Regions from separate parts of the Gossypium hirsutum genome. Here region 2 is linked to region 1. The links are chromatin contacts, called in public Hi-C maps. All regions are on one chromosome and are shown on one strand. The core of a region is the stretch at or near the end of the contact, and the rest is flanking DNA. Distances in the headings are between cores, read along the strand shown.

Region 1 (4,095 bases), core at 1,545-4,044:
CCAGAAAAAATACCTTTAGCCAAACTACAAACGGAGGCGCCAACGTGGTCCCACTGACTTTGGTAGAAAAGTGCGTGAAAACCATCACTTTTTGGAGCTTTCAAAGGTGCCATATCAAACAAAGCAACTTTGATTTCCTCATCCAAACCTGGATTATTAAGGAAGCTAAAATCCTCGTCAGTGAGGGAGGGGAAGGCGCTTGTGGGTAAACCACTCATCGGGCCTGAGTGTTCGCCATACAATACTTTAAAGAAATTGACCGCTTCAGTTTTTAGCTGCTCTTCATCCATGATCCATTCCCCTAGATCATTTTTTAAAGCAGTAATTTGATTCTGCTTCCTTCTTCTCAAAGTAAGTGTGTGAAAAAATTTGGCATTGCGATCTCCCAAGACTAACCAATCACAACGAGCTTTCTGACGCTAAAGGATTTCCTTATGATGCAACACATTTTCCAAATCTTCTCCAACTTCCATCTTAACTTGGCAGAGATAAGCCGAATTGAATCTATTGCGCTTGATCTCGATGTTATGAAGTTTCTTAGTCAGAAACTTCTTGCGAGTAGGAATATGACTGTCCACATCTTTATTCCATCTTTTGACTTGAGTAGTAAACTCGGAGTAAATCATCGCCATATTAGTAGAAAGCCTCCAATTTTCTTTAATGAAACTAGAGAAAGCTAGATGTTCAACCCAACCAGCTAAAAACCTAAACGGTCTCCCTTGTGAGGAAAGAAAATTAGACATCAAAGATAATTTGAGGCGTCTATGGTCCGATTTAAGTCGTGGTAAGTGTGTCACTAGAGAATTAGGAAAAAGGGTACACCAAGGGCTGTTACAAGTAGCCCTATCCAGAAGCTCCATAATCCCCCTCTCTGCCAAGTGAATTGCGGTCCTCTAAAGCCTAAGTCTTGCAACAATGCGGAATCCATAAGCTCACCAAAAAAAGGGCACATTTTCCCCAGAGTCCGGCCCCTTTCTTTTCAGAAAGAGAAATAATGGCATTAAAGTCACCAATCGCCATCCAAGGAGACCCATCCACTGGAATAGTTTTTTGTAAAGCCTCCCATAAAATTCTCCGTTTATTCTGATTCGGGCTAGCATACACAAAAGTAACCAAAAGAGGTTGTCTAAATGAGGTACCGGTAATTCTGACTAACACAAATTGCAAATGGTTTTTTAGAACCTTTACTCCAACAGATTCTTTCCAACCAATCCAAATACCACCTGAAAAGCCCACTGCCTCTACTAGTTGTGAGTAATGAAAACCAAGCTTCGCAATAATCAAATCAGCTTTTCCCCTACTGACCCTTGTTTCAATAAGGCTGATCAAATTGGGTTTATGTTCCTGATTGTATTCATGAAAAACCCGAATAAACTTCAAACTAGTACAACCCTGACAATTCCAAGAAAAAATAGTAAAATTCATAGATAATAAATTAAAAGTAAGAGGACTAACCTTTCAAAGGCCAATGGAAGCTTTATATCCCTCATCGTTGGTACTGACCGTATCAGTAAGGGTCTCCACTTACTCACCAATAAGTTTTGCCATGGAATTCATAGCATCATGGAGTGAGGCACGCGAATTTCCAGCAATTTTAAAACGTCCCCTCGTCCACGAATTGTCTTATTTAGCGCTCTACCACTACGCCCTCTTCCTTTTTTATTATCAAGTCCATGTCCTTTTGAAAGAACAGCCAAGATATTAGAGTCACTTGGTCTATTATTCGACTCTGTAACTATGGAATTGTGATCTGAATTTCCTTTAAAAATTACAGCCGAATGTCTTTTGGGATCCAACACGTTAAAATTTAAAACCACCTCTGACTCAATAGGTCCTTCGAATGTATGATTAATATGCAGAGAGGAGTTTTTGTTTTGTGAAATCAGTGTGAGGCCCGACTGCACAATATGGTCTAAGTGTCCTGAATCATTTAAAATCAACTTGCCAGTCGAAATTGGTTGTGACCCGTCCGAATTGAAGCCCATATTATTTTCTAAAATTAAATCCCCATGCGTCCGGCCTTGTCCAGCTTTTCCTTGTTCAACTTCCAAATAGACTAGCCTACTAGCCTTATCTTTCAGCCCAATAAAACTGCTCTGGCCCACTGTTCCTTACCCTTTTTTTCTTTAGTCCGCTGCCCATAATTACCCCCAGGCCTGCTCTCTTTTAATTTCTTGATAAAATCTCATTGTTTAAAAGCAACCTCCTTCAACCCCGAAATTTCAGCCCCCGAATTTCCAACCCCTGATTTCGTAAACTATAGTAATGAGGCGTTACTATCAATATCATGATGACATGTAAAAATCTCATATTTTAATATAATTTTTGAATTTTGATACCGAATAGATATAAATTTTTAAGTTTAAATATTTCTGTATATATTAAACTAGATTAAGCCCGCTCTCTGTTAATGAAATTTGCTAATTTGCTTGGACCTAACAACCCACCGACCGAACCATCAAATGATTACTGGTTAATAAGCCCAACTAAAACTCTTAGTACTAAAAAAGTCGTTAGCCTGGCCCTAAATTTGGGGACAAATTTTTTTTTTGATGAAATCGACTGGTTTTATTTCTTTATTAAAAAAAAAACAATAACAGTAATCAGAAACTCCTACATCTTGGACTTGGATCCAAAATAAACAGGTCCAATAAAACAGAAATCAGGCAAAAACAAAAAGGCCCATAAATAGAGAAAGAAATAAAAAACCTACTCATACTAATACCAGTCGACAGCAACAACTGCCCTTTTAAAGTCACGTCTTGTCATCTGAACCGTCACAACCATTGGAAATAGTAGATAAGCTCAAATCTCATCAAATCTTTAATCTTCAGCTACAAGTTTTCAGAAGAGCCATTTCTTTTACTCTAATCTGGTTCTCTTTGCTTTTTCCTCTCCACTGCTCTTCGAACACTCTCTGGGATGCTGCCCTCCAGGTAATGACTTTCATTTCTCTCTAATACTTATCCAGCAAAAGTATAAGCAAAGAGATTTTCTGATTTTGGAATGAAATGAAAATCCATATTTTGAAAATGTATTTTTAAATTTTGGATATCTCTGATGACTGCTCCGACGATCGATCTATCATAATATGTACTCTGGCATTTTTTAATAACTGTTCTAGAGTCACCCAAGATAATGCATGTAGTTAGGCCCATGGAAATACTTAACCTTATTACCTCTAAACCTGCAAGAGCCTCCGCCGCAAACGGTGATGCAACGTCGACATGGAGTACCGATTTGTAAGCCAATATTTCCCCATCCATCGCTTGGACTATCAACCCCGTAGCTGATCTGAAAGACTGCTGGTCAAAAGCTGCATCAAAATAAATAACTGGGCACGTTCTCTGATCAACCTGTTAAAGAACTCTATCAGAATCTAAGCTAAGTTTTTTCTCTACTCCTTACAACTCTGAAACGTAGCTAACTATTTGATTGGAAATTTCAGTGCTTGTTGTGTTTCTATTTTCATAAAGGAGTTTATTTCGACTTGTCCAGATAATCCATAACCCACGGCAGAAAAGACGACACTGTTCACTTGTCCCCTTGTTGAAAACCCAGGTAAGCCACTCCCATATGCCTTCACTGTTGCTATTAAGCACCCAAGAACACTGTAAATTTCTCCATACTTCCTTTGTTGTAGGGCACTACCAGAAAATATGGAAACTGTCTTCTTCAGTAAGACGACACCTGGGACAATGAGTTTCAACGACTACTCGTTTAGTTTTAAGATTCGCAAAAGTAGGAATATAGTTCCAGGCAACTTTCCAAACTGTAATTTTGATCTTTGAAGGAATATGTAGATTCCATAATTTCCTGTAAAATTTTTTATTCTCGGCCTGTAAATTATAACTACTAGGATCCAGTGTAGTCTGTTATAATAGTTTGTAGGCGCTCCTAATAGAGAAAATTCCAGATGGTTCCCCCCATAATTGGAAATCGTCGTGCTCTGTCCTTGCCAAAGGGATCTGCTTGATTTTTTTTAACAATATCTGCATTGAGTAAGCTGGAATAGATTGAAGGACTGCCTTAATAAAAACCTCCTTTTCTCCCTGCGAAAGATGTTTTATACTCCAATTATCTATTTGTTGCTGT
Region 2 (4,463 bases), core at 585-3,084, 130 kb after region 1:
AAAATCACAAATCGACTGCCGTCCAATTAACCGAATTAAATCGTTGGATAATTTTAACCAAAGTGTGAATTTTGTTTTCTTTGTTCAACTTGTAATCCCATTAAGATTTTTACTTTGAATAATATATGAATTTTTTTATATCATTGCTTTTGTTACGTCATTTAATGTTTGAAAAATAACCGGAAAAAAAAATTAATATTTAAAGTCCAAGTTTGGTAAAGGGTATTTTGCTTGGTGTTGTCTTCCACGGAGGCAGGATTTTGGAATATGCTCACACAATCATGTAGCTGTCGTGGCTGCTTCTTTAAAATTTAGAAAATAAATTTATAGACTATCCACAGGAGATGAAAGTGACCCATGAATTTGACCAAGGGTTCAAGTGTTTATTTAAGTTTAGTTTTTTTTTTTAGTCTCATATTATAATATTATTACATTATATAATTTAATATTATTTTTATACTAATTAAGATAAACGCACCGTTGATTTAAAATGACCCTACAATTGAGTGTGATGGAAAAGGCATTCATGCTCTCAGAATGCTGCCAATTGAAGTTGAAGCATATGACAATATCATCATAGTAAAGAGATTAATGTTGTCTTCCTCATAGGGTTTGAACGAAATGATGTATGGATCAAAGTGAAACTGAAGAGAGTCGGATTATTCATATTTGCTAATTTTAATATTCAAATAAAAGTATGTTAATTCCCAGTAGAGCAAGAGGTTTCTCTATGTGTATATATATAAGAAATAAATACAAATATAAAACCAAATGTGGGTTAAAGGGTCATAATGAATGAATCATGTAAACGAGCATCTTCAAATCTGATCCATCACGCTTTGTGGTTTATATTCCCATCAACACATATTCATATGGTTTTGATCATTTATCTCTTACGAGACAATGACCTGTGGAGACATGTTGTCCTCTCGTCTCTTCCAGTGTATATATATATAGTATTATTAACTGAAAATCATTTACATACATATATATATAAACGCATGTTCCACACTATAATTACTGTGACAGAATGCTCATAAAATCAGTACTGTCATGTATCCTAGCCCCAAACAAACAGCTGGGATTGTCTGACATTATTGAACACAGTTTATGTTTCTTTTCTGGACAAATGCCATGGATGTTTCTGCTGGTGTAGCTTCAAAGTACAGTGCACACTTTATAAACGAAAGATTTGAACGTTAAAGTTTTCAACATATTATATTTGAGGACAGAATCAAGGCAAAAAGTTATGGTATTGATTATTTAGTGATGGTGCTTTCTGTTTATGGAACCAAAAAAAAGATAATTCTTTAAAGAAATCGAATACAGGTACCTTTTACAACAAAGGCTGGCTCTCCATCTTATAATAATTAATATATTGTCTTCAACAAGAAACATATCAAAAAGTTGTCATGATTATATTATACTCTACGTACTTCTATTATTGTCCAAAAGATATTGCAATCAAACAAAAAATTGGATTTTATTCTAAATTATTGCCAGCTCATGCCAAGTGAAATCTATATTTGTGAAAACTGAAAATATTCCATTGGGCTTTTCATTAAGGTCTTGCAAAGACTGGAACAAGGATATGATTCACGTTGACATTTGTATTACCAAAGAAAACTGTTTTGTCTTAATTTGGACAAAAACCCACCCACTCCAAGACTTTTGGGGTGTCGGGAACTTGACTTTCAAAGGGATGAGCTCACGGTGGGAGCTATGACGGCGATGGAGGGTATTAGGGTAAGTTGAGAAAAACCGACACAGTGTTGGGTGTGGACGGTAGGTTTGATTAGTTTGGAACAAAGCGGAAAGTATTATCCCGGTCGGTGCCTTATAAGTTAGGTGAGGAACAAGGGTATTGTTGTCAATTCACTTTGCTTGACACGTGATACCCATCCTCCTCATCAATAATAATAATAATAAACAACAATTGCCTTTTTAGTGATATCCCCACTATATGAATATTTTTTTTACTGGAATAATATAAGATTTTTATTGTTTTTCTATGTTCTTGTGTGGTGATTTTCGGGCAAATAAGGCAATAAAAAGACAATAAGCATGTAAGATGTCGAATTATGGATTTTTTTTTTATACAAAAGAATTAGAATGTGCCGATTTGCGGCAAAACCGAAGGTAAAACTATATACGATTTTAGTTTTTACTCGGGGATTTGTTAGAGGCCGTACAGAACTTTCTGTACGGGAAAAAGGTATCCTTTAGCCGATTTTTTTGTCTTCGCTTCTGATTTACACTGCGATTTTTTTTCTCTCTGCTGTGGACTGGAAGGACACGTGGAGCTTCATGAATAGTTGACTAAATGGAGGTATGTTTTGAGGTCGTGACATGTGGCAACGTTGATATTTTTAAGGTACGGGCAGCTTCTGCTGCGCAGTTTAAGCTCTCTTCCTACCTCCGCGTATACCCACTGTGTGTCTTCGACCCGTTTTTGGATCCAGCTAGGCAAACCCGCCACGTAGACTTTTTGGTCTTTCGGCACGTCAGCGTCTTCTTCCTCTAGTACGAACCCCGGTACTTTTGTGATAAGATCATCAGAGTTCACTATTCTCAACACTTTCGTCCCTTGTTTCTCTAGTTGGCAACGAAAGCTCCGGTTACCTACACGTGGACCTCCGAACGACATGACGGTCACCATCGGAGCAAGTTTAAAGGTTGTTTTTATGTCGTAAGCGGTCAGAGTAGCCAGAGCCGCACCGAGACTGTGTCCTGTAATGGTTAAACTCAGAGGCTGGTCGCCGTACGTTTGTAGCAACCGTGAGATTTCTTCACGGACCATTTCTTGTAAGCTCGGTACCTCGTCTGTTCCCGACATGTAAAGGCTGAGGAACCCGGTTTCCACCATGGGCTCCGAGTCGTCACCGTCGCCGTCATCGTGGTGTGTAGGTTTGGTGTCAGCATTGGGGACTGGAGTAAGAGTAGCACGGAAATTTTCAAGCCATTCAAGACCAGTAGCGGTGCCTCTCAAAGCAATCACCACGTCTCTCCGGCCAAGCCTGGCGATTTCCTCTTTATCCTGACAGACTGCCACGTAACCAATCCAGCTAGACTTCGTTGCCACCCAGTTTGGCGCCATGTCAACCCAATGTGGCAATTGTATCCCTGACGTGGCACGTAAATGTCTAGTTAAACGATAACCGGTTTGGTGCAACCCCGAACGGTCTAATAATGTACTTTTCGGGTACCTGCAAGCTCCGTACGACGACGACGATGAATCGAAGTTAAATGACCTATATGCAGCTTCAACAAAGCTACCGTACCGGAGTATTTCGCCCCGCAAGTTTTCGTCTAATGGATCGACTAAACCTTCCCAGTTTTTAACCCCTTGATACTCCTTCCATTTGTTGCCCAACTTAACGGCTCTAGATGTGAAAAATGAAGCCATTGGGTCATAATCAAGAGGGTCGAGCAAATGTTCCCAACTCTTGACCGCCGGTTGATGAGTATCTAAGGACATTTTGAGTGGTCTCACAGCCGTTTGAGTGAGAGTGCAGTAACGGACAGAAACATGCTTGGCTGGTCTAGTTGTGGTGGGCAATGTGCATGGCGTTGCTGGTTTCATTGAGAGACTCATATCTTTGTACCAAATAGGTGAGAAAGGGGGGATTTATGAGGTAGTGAAAATGCCGCTGATGGTACTCAGCTAGCTGCATTCATGGAGTACTGGAGATGGGGGATTTTTATAGGGAGAACCAATGGAAAAGGAGGAAAGAGAAAGAGAGAGTGAAAGGAATTATGGAGATCAATTAAAAGAGAAAGTAGGGTACCTTTTTTTTCTTTTTTCTTTTTTCTTTTTTTTCTCGATGACGAGAGATAGAGATAGAGAGAGATGGGATTGTTTGAGAGAAATGGTCAAAAAAATATATAGAAGTGAACCCATTAAAATATTACCCAAAATGAAAATAAATGGTTAGTAGACGTTATATGCTTTCATGTCTTGTTCTCCTTTCAAGCCGGCTCAAAGTTCAAATCTGACTCAACCTTTCTGAGTCGCACACCAATTTTCATTCATTAAACAAAACCGGTAAAAGAATGGGCTAATATTATATTTGGCCCTTGAACTTAATAATTAGGTTCGTTTTAGTCTTCAAACTTAGATTCTGTAGAGATTTAATGATATAAAACTTCACCAATTTTACTATGTATTTACTTAAAATTTTATAAAACTTCAAGAGTTAAAAGGCATAATTTTTCATTTAAGGGGAGCAAAGGCACTTGCCTATCCCCTACTTTCGCCCGTGCAAGGGGTGAAGCAACATCTATTCACTAAACTTAACGACTTTTTCCTAACTTCGTCCATAAGCTTTTATTTGTCCACATTAGTCATAAAACTTGATAGTTTTTCTCAATTTGACCCCTAAACTTGGATTCTATTGAGATATAATGACATGACACTCTAATTTTTTTAAAAAATTTTAAGCGATAATGTGCTATAATTTTAA

The links. A called contact is a pair of places that touch in the nucleus more often than the background predicts.
Region 2: a Hi-C map of leaf shows a contact between it and region 1, with 3 times the contacts expected there. The contact joins two enhancer-like sites. A contact is called at or near these places in 6 of 34 Hi-C or Micro-C datasets (anther, callus, leaf and 1 more).

The regions. Positions count from the first base shown.
Region 1 is chrA12:77,525,052-77,529,146 of Gossypium_hirsutum_v2.1, forward strand. It overlaps the pseudogene LOC107919622. Among protein-coding and RNA genes, the nearest start is that of LOC107923935, 5.6 kb to the left of the region's middle. Within about 2 kb of position 2,795, at least 7 of the 9 cell types and tissues checked have an H3K27ac peak or open chromatin away from gene starts, as enhancers often do. A contact at or near this core is called in leaf, where this site is marked.
Region 2 is chrA12:77,652,842-77,657,304 of Gossypium_hirsutum_v2.1, forward strand. It overlaps the pseudogene LOC107942932. Among protein-coding and RNA genes, the nearest start is that of LOC107921881, 41 kb to the right of the region's middle. Within about 2 kb of position 1,835, at least 5 of the 9 cell types and tissues checked have an H3K27ac peak or open chromatin away from gene starts, as enhancers often do. A contact at or near this core is called in leaf, where this site is marked.